Linked DNA regions of Sus scrofa: regions 1 and 3 are each linked to region 2. The links are chromatin contacts, called in public HiChIP or PLAC-seq maps. All regions are on one chromosome and are shown on one strand. Each heading gives the region's core, a stretch centred on a gene start, on an enhancer-like site or on the middle of the called end of the contact. The rest is flanking DNA. Distances are from core to core; before and after follow the strand shown. Region 1 overlaps WDR70 (WD repeat-containing protein 70). Region 2 overlaps WDR70 (WD repeat-containing protein 70). Region 3 overlaps WDR70 (WD repeat-containing protein 70).

Region 1 (3,392 bases), core at 732-3,231, 140 kb before region 2:
CCACAACCTCATGGTTCCTAGTCGGATTCGTTAACCACTGCGCCACGACGGGAACGCCTAGCGAGGCTTTCTAAACTAGGGCTTTCCCATTATTTGCTCCCTTCACACCTTTTATTCATTGTTAAATGCTGAGTGTCTATTGTTGTGCTATTAGAATGAAGACTCGAGTTGTTCCTAACATCAGCATTAACATAAAGGAAGCTCTTGGAAATAATCAGAACAGGGACTTAGTTTTTGCTAGTCATCCACAATGGTTGGCCGTTCTTTTTTTTTTCTTTTTTGTCTTTTTGCCATTTCTTGGGCTGCTCCTGTGGCATATGGAGGTTCCCAGGCTAGGGGTCTAATCAGAGCTGTAGCCACCGGTCTACACCAGAGCCACAGCAACGCGGGATCTGAGCTGCATCTGCAGCCTACATCACAGCTCACAGCAATGCCGGATCTTTAACCCACTGAGCAAGACCAGGGACCGAACCCTCAACCTCATGGTTCCTAGTCGGATTCGTTAACCACTGCACCACGAAGGGAACTCCCTGATTGGCCTTTCTTGATCATATTTCTCTCATCCTCAGAAGATATGAAAATAAATTGTTTAGATATTTAGGTCCATTGTCTTTTGGACTTATTTTCCCATTTTAGCATGGAACTTGTCTATAAGATCATGTACAGTTCAGAAGCTAATAATCTGTCCTTGAGTGACAGTAATTTCATCACATTTATAAATGAGAATATGCATTTTAATGGAAGGGAAGAGTTATTGATTGGCTTTAGTAAAATGATATTTAGTCCTGGATGGAAATTTTCTGTGGCTTTAGTTTTGTTTGACAGATGATAGTATTTTGTGAAGTTACTACTAGCTTCCTAACCTTTTATCTGTTTAAGCCAATAGGTGATATAGTCTTAATTAATTTTGCATTGGAAGTCTATTTTTAAGTGTTAAAGCTAAAATGTTGAAGTGGCTGAAGATTTATTTTGCCATGGAATAAATCAGTATTTTCTGATATTCTCATACAGAAACCTTTGGTGGTTCTTTCTCATGTCTCTCATTTTGTTCTGTTCCTAGCACTAGATAATATATTTTGCATACCTGGAAGGAACAGTCAATTTCATCAAATTCTGTAGGAAGTTGGCATGCAATTCTGAAACTACATTTTCTGTAGTATTGCCTTTCATTTTCAAGAATATAATAGTAATTATATTTGACATAGTGCTTGAGTTTTGTGAGTGGGTGCAAAAAATTAAAAAAGACATAATATTTTTCTTTCTTTCCTTTTTCCTTTTTTTTTTCCCTAATGGCTGCACCCGAGGCATATGGAGGTTCCCAGGCTAGGGGTCAAATCAGAGCTGCAGCTGCCACTCTATGCCACAGCCATAGCAACGTGGGATCAGTGCCATGTCTGTGACCTATGGCAACACCAGATCCTTAACTCACTGGGAGCAAGGCCAGGGATTGAACCTGCATCCTCATGGATACTAGTTGGATTTGTTACCACTGAACCACAGTGGGAACTCCAAAAATATTTTTCCTGAGCATTTGGTTAGTAATAATTAAAATATGTGCTAACCTTATATTACCTTGTAATGACTCTGAAATATGCAGTGTATTCAATTCAAATGTGTTTATTACAGTCAGCTACCATGATTTTGTAGTCTTCAGGTAATCTCAAGGAGGCCTTGGAAATACAGAGGTAGTGATAATAGCAATGACTTGTTTTACATACTGTGCTCGCTGCCTTCATTATTTTTCATCTTCACCCCAGTCCTCTAAGTATTATTTCTCTGCGCCCTTTAGTGGAGGAGACCGGGACTCAGCAAAGGTCCAAAGCTGGTGCATGAATTCTGTCTCCACAGCACATCTGCTAATGCTGCCATCTAGTTCCATCTACTCATTTGGAAAGAAATGGGGAGACTGAGTGTACAGTGAAACCGAAGGGCTTGCTCATCGTCACACAGCTAGTTAGCAGCAGAGTGAGGACTTGGATCCCTGGCCTCCTGACTCACATTCCGGTGCGCTTTTCACTATATCAGGACACCTTGGCTCCTGAGCCCCAAGTGACAGCCCCAAACAGCTGTGTTTATCTGTCTTGCATGTCCCAGCTTGTTTTGCTAGCAGAGCAAAAACTACTTAAAAGGATCCTCAATCTTCACCTTCCCACTCCCCTCCACTTACACGCCTGTACTCCCACTTGCCCCATGAATAACTTCACAGAAAGAATTGTGCAATGTCACTAAGCCTTCCTCTGGTGTCAGAGTTACTCCCTGAGAGAACATTCACTTCCTCATGACTCCAGTTTACTGTCAGATTGGCTTTCCCTCTCTTCTCTTTGATCGGAATCTTAGCTGTTTAGGCAGGAATTTGAGGAGCAGATGCTCTACCCCCTGAACAAGCCCTTTAAGTCTTCTTAGTACTGTGTCTAATGACTCTTAATCCTGTCCTTTTAACTCTGTGGCTAGCAGAGTTAAGAGCAAAGTGGGACAGGAATGGCGAGCTTGATGCTGAACGTTTCATTTTAACATTGGCAAAGAGAACACGTGAGATGAGACAGAGGGACACCATTAAGCTTTCCTATTAAGCTGAAAAGCAAGATCAAGGTTCATGTGGGGTTGCTGAGATGTTGTATTTTCCTCCAAATGTAAATAGAGAAGTTTGGAGGAGCAAATAGCCAGAGAAATGGGCCACAGAATTGTTTTTACTCCCGTCTTCTTAAATTTTGTTGTGTTTTTCTGATTTTCATTGCCCTCTGGACATAAAAACAATTCACCAGAAAAAAAGCCGAAGTTATTGTTTAAGGTACTTGGTCTTTCATGGTTATTGAAGAAAATCAAGACCTCTCCAAAATGGGAGTACTGTAGACAAAGATACGCCCTGTGAACTAACTGGTTCATTCTATTCTTACTTACAGACTTTAGTTTAGTGGTCTGAACTGTCTAATTATCAAATGTCTGATCTGTATGTTCATATATTAAAAAATTGGACTAAACAGCCTGTTACTTTCTCAGTTGCCTAATTAATCACTTGAGGTTTGTTACGTGAGGGGCTGATGAAGAAAGAGAAATCACACAGTAATTTGAGCAGGGAAAGCTTATTATAAATAACTACTAACTGTAACGGGGATTGGCTAGTCAAAAGTAAAGAGAACTCTAGAGAATAGAGGGATAGCAGATAAGAGGAGCAGCCTTACCCCCAGTGGATAGATAGAGCGTTTAAAGAAGAGGCTTTCAGGATTGAGATGCGCACCTTTATGTGAGAGGATAAGGCTGTGGCTCACTAAATGATGAAGAGGTTGCTGTGGTGCTCTGACAGCAGAACTTGCCAGAAACCTCTCTCAGCAGTTTACTCTGGTATAAAACTACCTGAGGATGGTCTGGAGGAAGCTCCTGGGTGATACTGGCTC
Region 2 (3,055 bases), core at 281-2,780:
AGAATCAGAGTTTGAAATTTTTACTCGGATAAAACTTACTGTTGTGCAACTATACATGTAATAAAATTCATTGAGTAATTGAGAAAAACCATGAGAGTAAAAATTTATTAGTCATACGTCTTTGGGTAAGTCACCTTGCTAAGCCACAGTTTTCTTGGTTGTAAAATGAGATGATGGTTACATACACAACAGGAGGCTTGTTTGAAGAATGAAATTAGAAAATATATGTTATAGTGCACTAAGTAGCAGCATGTTCAGTCAATGTACCTGGCATTATTATTACTGTTGCCGCCACCATTAGTGTTACAAGTTGAAATTAGTAGTGAATCACAAGGAAGCCTTTAGTGTTTATAACAATGATTTTATAAATAGAGTGCCTTTCCCTATGATTTTTATTCTCTCTAGATCAGAGGTCAGCAAACTGTGGGCCAAATCCAGCCTGCCACCTCTTTTTATAAATAAAGTTTTATTGGAACACAACCTCATCCATTTGTTTATTGTCTGTGGCTGCTTTCCTGCTGTAACCACACAAGTGAGTCGTTGCGACAGAGACTTTATAATCCTGAAAGCCTAAAATATTTACTGTCTGGCCTTTTTCCTGAAGAAGTTTACTGGCCCTTGCTCTAAATATGTGTTTCCCCAATTAAGGTCCAGAGAATGTTAATTCTATTCATGTTAGTAAGTACTTTCTGAAAAGGAAAAAGAAAAAAAAAAAAAAAGGTTCTGTAGTCAAATAAGCTTTGGAAATGTTAAAGAGGTTGATTTATTTCAGGACTACTACTTAAAAGACTCTAACTTTTAATATCCTAATGTGCATTGTGAATCTTCAAGACAAGGCCATGGTATGCAAATAAACTGTAGTTTCCCAGGCTTACTTGGCTATGGAACCACCCCACCCCCAGCCCACCCCTGGATCTGATGATGTTACAGAAAACATCCTCTGGGAAACCCTGCTCTGGGGCTGTCTCTTTTAGAAGGACTTTCTTCTTAAATCATTTCTCTTGGTGATTTAGATGATATCCTCATTTGGAGACCTACGGAATATCTTATGAGAGTCTCTATTACCTCATTTCCCCCCCCCCAGTAAAATTATGCTTTGTTTAAAATTATAGCAGTAAAGTATACCAGATATTGAAATGCTCTAATAAGATAATATCCCCGTCTTTCAATTATTTTATATAATGTCTCAGAGGTTAGAAATAGAGTCCAAAGTCCAAAGTTTCATTTCATGCCTTCTTGAAATTCTAAAAGCATGGATCTTCTATGGGGCTGTAATTTTTTTTTTTTTTTTTTTTTGCATCCAGATTTCTGAAGCATAAATCTCAAGGGCCTAACTGGGATACCAGCTGAACTCAGCTCGGGTTTATAAGAAGGGAGATTAATGTGAAGGTAACTTGTGCCTTAGCCATAAGGGGTTTGTTTTATAGACTAAAGTAAACACCTTGAATTTCAAGTTGCAAGCACATGGGGAGCCAGGAGATTCCAGAGCAGTGGCATCATATTCTGCCTGTGACTCACAGTGGCAGAGCGCTCTCCCGCAGCTGCAGCTTCCAGCTGGTCCTCAGACAGAGCCCTAGGTAGTCACACACTGCAGTCACCTGGTTTGAGACGACCAAACAGGCATGCAGTTGCAACACTGTCCAGTTATGAATGAAGCCTGGGCTATCTCTTTGCCAAATACAGTTGAAAAAATAAATGCTAAGTCATAGCTGTTTTCTGAAATCACAGTGGTTGCAACAGTGAACCTGGACTTAGAGTGGAGAACCGTGCTGGAGAGTTCAGCCCTGGTCATAAATGCTCACTCTCCCCTTTTCCCGCCCTCCACCCTCCCTTCCTCTTCCTTCATCTCTGTCTGTCTCTCTCCCTCCTGTGAGCCTACCCATTGCAGCAGAGGCCAATTCTTAGTCATTTTGATGCCCTTTAAACCTGGCTTATTCTTGATGCAGTAAATGTTTTATGAAAGAATAAGAGGTCTGAAGGGTTTCTTCTCCTTTCCCAACTTGTGAATCCATTAAGAAAATTCCACATGGTCTCTTCATTTCTATATCTCTGGGTTGTGTGTAAATCCTTAGTAAATATGGTTAACATTGTAAATGAGGATTCTGAAAATTTTATTATCATGCTTTGATTTTATGGGGGATGATGAACGAACTTTTCAGAAACCTTTGTTAGATATCATTGTGTTTTGTCTTTATTTAATTTAAAAAAATGAAGTGGGGGGAGAAGGAGGGAATGAGGGAAGGGCAGAACATTTTGGCTGGAACACAATTATCTTTTTTAAAAAAGTTGGAAACTTGGAAACTGTCAGCTTACTATGAAATACGTTGCTTCCTTGAAACATGCTCAAAAGTTCAGAGTTTTATTTGCTATATTTATTAAGTATGTTCATCTTGTAGGCACCATGATATGTGATGCATAGCTCTGTACTCAGCTGTAGTCTGAAACTCATTGGGGTTCTTAGAGTTCAGATGATGTGCCTGGGAAAGAAATAATCTGACGCTGACCTACTTGAAAGAAAGGAGCAGAAATGTGGGGGGAAAGTTCTCATCTAGTGACATAAAGAAAAATGATTTAAACACACAACCCTCCCTTCTGTATCCTCCAAGAATGAGCTTTTCTAAGCACTCTCCTCTCTCACTCAATATTGTCTTCTGGAATCATTATCTTAGTGTCAGTGAATATATAGAAGTGGCTGGAGCTGGTTGGAAACAGACTACAGCTACCTAGAGACCATGGTTGTCTCAAGCAACCCCAGCAAGGATTAAGAAACATTGCTAGGAGTTCTCATGGTGGTGCAGCAGAAACAAATCTGACTAGGAACCATGAGGTTGTGGGTTCGATCCTTGGCCTCACTTTGTGGGTTAAGGATCTGGCATTGCCGTGAGCTGTGGTGTGGGTCGCAGACGCGGCTTGGATCTGGCATTGCTGTGGCTGTGATGTAAGCCAATAACCGTAGCTCCGATTCGACCCCTAGCCTGGGAACCTCCATATGCCACGGGTGCAGCCCTAAAAGGAGAAAAGACAAAAGAAAAAAGAAAAAGAAACATTGCTAGAG
Region 3 (3,324 bases), core at 679-3,178, 200 kb before region 2:
GCAGCCCAAGAAATGGCAAAAAGACCCCAAAAAAAAAAAAAGTGATTAAAGTGATTTACAATGTTGTATTTGGTTTTTATAATTGAAAACTTCATTTTATGGCATTGGGAGTGTTTTCTATTTTTGACATATCAGTCTGTTTTTACATGGAAGTAGAGATAGAGGACTGAACAGAAGAAATGTGAGCATCAAGATGCAAATAGATGAAAATAGACACCTGCTGTCCTTTTTTTTTTTTTTTTTTTGGCTGTGCCTGTGGCATGTGGAAGTTCTTGCGCCAGGGACTGAACTTGTGCCACAGTAGTGACAATGCCGGATCCTTAACCCTTAGGCCACCAGGGAACTCACTAGACCCCTGTTTTTGTAAGAGCCATTATATATACCTTGTCCTAAGTTTAAAATTTAGTTTCATAATAGTTTAATAATTGTAAGAGCAGGCCCCACAGTTGAATGAGATTAATTAGTTACTTTATATAGACTAGAATTGCTTGTGAACCTATCTGTTAAATGAGACAGAAAAAAGTTGTAGTTTTCTCTTAAAACAGTCCCACAAAACTTAAAATGTTATTGTTCTGATTGAGGTGTAATTATATCTAATAATGTGTACAGATCTTAAGTTTTTAGTCTGAGCAGTTTTGACAATTCTATATGCACTGTGTGTAGCCACCATCCCAAATAAGAAGTAGGAGCTTCCATCACCCCGTTAGTTCTTTGTGCCTCTTCTAGTCATGAACTTTAAAAAAAAATGAGTTCTTGGAGTTCCCTGGTTGCATGTTGGGTTAACCATCTGTTGTCACTATTCGTGACTTGGGTTTCTGCTGTGGCATTGGTTTGATCCCTGGCCCCCAGGGCTTCCACGTGCTGTGGATGTAGCCAAAAAGGAATGAGTTCTCGATAGCACCAGAATTGAAAGGAAAATTACCAGAGAACATATTGATAGTTTTACATTAAGAACTATACTGCCTGATTGTGATTATTTTTTTTAATACGCATTTCACTTCAGTTGCAGGTTAGTAGTTGATTTAGTGTTACTGCTGAAGTCACTGGATTGGCAATGTTAATGTATATTATAATTTCTTTTTCTTTTTTTTTTGTCTTTTTGTCTTTTGTTGTTGTTGTTGTTGTTGCTATTTCTTGGGCCGCTCCCGAGGCATATGGAGGTTCCCAGGCTAGGGGTTGAATCGGAGCTGTAGCCATCGGCCTACGCCAGAGCCACAGCAACGCGGGATCCGAGCCGCGTCTGCAACCTACACCACAGCTCACGGCAACGCCGGATCGTTAACCCACTGAGCAAGGGCAGGGACCGAACCCGCAACCTCATGGTTCCTAGTCGGATTCATTAACCACTGCGCCACGACGGGAACTCCTATAATTTCTTTTGATAACAAACTTACTTTTCACTTTCCCTTCGTTTGATCTTATCTGCAATGGTAATAAAATTGTTCCTTCAAATAGAATGCAAATGAAAGTGGTATGCAAACCATGACTGAACTTTGTCAAACTACACCAACTGTTAAATAATTAGGAGTATTTAGTGAGTTTTTGGAGGTATATTATTATTTTGCTTTGAACTGAGTAAGTGAACAAAAATTCAAGGGGGTAGAGTCAGGAAAGAGGTGAAAGTGATTTTTAAACTGTATTTATTACATGTGTGTAGTTCTGATTTTTTTTAAAGGTAAAGAAGGTTGTAACATAATCAAATGGAAACTGGGATTATTGAGGATTTTCATTATCCTTGCTATCCAGTTTCCCATTACTACAGAAAATTGAAAGTTGCGTTTTTATGACTGTAACTAAAGGCTAGATGTAACAGTGACTTTTTAGCTGTGAGCACCTGTTTTCCATGAACTTTCTTTGACTCCCTGGTTGGCATGCTCCGTGGTGAAGAGTCCAAGTTTGGGCCACCACTGTGCTTCCCTGACTTCTGGTCTGAGGCTTCTCATCTCTTTGGCCTTGGTCATTGCCAACCACCTGTATCAGTCAGTCTTTTTCTCTCATGCATTAGGGAAAGTTTGAAGTGTTAAAAATGGAAAAAAAAAACCCTCTCTTTTAGTTCTCAGGAGTTGATTGATATAGAATGAGGTAATTTATGTAAACACTTAACATCGGGATTGACACATACTAAATACTCAGATTGCTGGATTTTCTTATTGTTTTCATCATCATTACCAATATTTGATTAATGACCAATTTTAATTTAAGTGCAGCTGGCTGGAAAGAAAAGTTTTTTAAAAACATTGTGAGGAAACTTAATGATTCTAATTTCAGAGGAAAATTAATGTTCTTTAAAACAAGACAGTTTAATTACACCTGCAAGGTTCTGTCAGCAGAGGTTGCTAGAAGCTCTATTCCAAAATCCAGTGAATGTGTCATTACTATTTCCAAACTAATGTGGGAAAGTCTTCATTCTTTAAGATGAGCACTAGGGGGCAGTAGAAGCATTTTGGTTTTTGGCACAAATCCATTTTTTTTTTTTTCAACTGTCTTGTCTACAAGTGGAAGAAAAAAAGAATTTTATAAACAATGTCTTCCAGAAATTGGAACAGGTGAGGTTTAGTTTGAGATTAATGCTGGAATAGTTACTTTATATTGAAGCATAATATAGAAAATTCTTTATTTTTTTGTGATTTGAGAATATTATGACAGTTATATTTAAAGTTTGTTTTTTATCTTTAAGTTTTTAAAATCAGTAACATTCCTGTATAGCATAAGTCTTAGTGGCAGGAATTTTCAGGATAGTTTCTTTATAACTTATAAGTCTCTTGGCAAATAAGAAGGTTTATTTCTCTGATCCCCAGGGTAACCCAAACTTTAAAAAACACGTATAATAGCTTGTCACTTCCCTGCTTTCTTTCCTGTCAGTAAACTCTCCAGTTTCTTCCTATCCTATCACATTGTTAAGAAATCCTAGTTCCTTGCCTTGACCTCCTAAGACCCTGCATGACTTGGCTTCTGCAAGTCTCTCTGACTTGATCTCCTTCCACTCCTCTCTTGCTCACTCTTCTCTACCCACGTTGACTTTTCTGCTTTTCTTTGAACAGCTGTCCTTTTTTCCTCACAGAGCCTTTCAATTTTGTTTTTCCTCTATGTGCAATAACAGAGCTTCATGACCCCCTAATTTTTTTTTCCTAGCTCCCCCCCCCCCTTTTTTTGGCTTTTTAGAGCCGCACCCATGGCACAGGGGTCAAATCAGAGCTACAGCTTCCTTCCTGCCTCACAGCAGCACGGGATCCGAGCCGCATCTGTGACCTACACCACAGCTCATGGCAATGCTAGACCTCAACCTATTGAGCGAGGCCAGGGATCAAACCTGTGTCCTCATGG

Evidence for each region. HiChIP or PLAC-seq counts read pairs in DNA pulled down with a chosen protein or histone mark.
Region 1: an H3K27ac HiChIP or PLAC-seq map of skeletal muscle shows a contact between it and region 2. The contact joins two enhancer-like sites. A contact is called at or near these places in 1 of 47 Hi-C or Micro-C datasets (skeletal muscle) and 1 of 2 datasets of contacts at active chromatin or transcription factors (skeletal muscle).
Region 3: an H3K27ac HiChIP or PLAC-seq map of skeletal muscle shows a contact between it and region 2, with 5 times the contacts expected there. The contact joins two enhancer-like sites. A contact is called at or near these places in 2 of 47 Hi-C or Micro-C datasets (both in embryonic fibroblasts) and 1 of 2 datasets of contacts at active chromatin or transcription factors (skeletal muscle).

The regions. Positions count from the first base shown.
Region 1 is chr16:22,691,415-22,694,806 of Sscrofa11.1, forward strand. All of the region lies in intron 7 of WDR70 (WD repeat-containing protein 70), which reads left to right. Among named protein-coding and RNA genes, the nearest start is that of WDR70, 93 kb to the left of the region's middle. Within about 2 kb of position 1,982, at least 4 of the 83 cell types and tissues checked have an H3K27ac peak or open chromatin away from gene starts, as enhancers often do. A contact at or near this core is called in skeletal muscle, where this site is marked.
Region 2 is chr16:22,832,136-22,835,190 of Sscrofa11.1, forward strand. The region is part of intron 10 of WDR70 (WD repeat-containing protein 70); the gene reads left to right. Among named protein-coding and RNA genes, the nearest start is that of GDNF, 130 kb to the right of the region's middle. Within about 2 kb of position 1,531, at least 19 of the 83 cell types and tissues checked have an H3K27ac peak or open chromatin away from gene starts, as enhancers often do. A contact at or near this core is called in skeletal muscle, where this site is marked.
Region 3 is chr16:22,634,858-22,638,181 of Sscrofa11.1, forward strand. All of the region lies in intron 5 of WDR70 (WD repeat-containing protein 70), which reads left to right. Among named protein-coding and RNA genes, the nearest start is that of WDR70, 37 kb to the left of the region's middle. Within about 2 kb of position 1,929, at least 1 of the 83 cell types and tissues checked has an H3K27ac peak or open chromatin away from gene starts, as enhancers often do. A contact at or near this core is called in skeletal muscle, where this site is marked.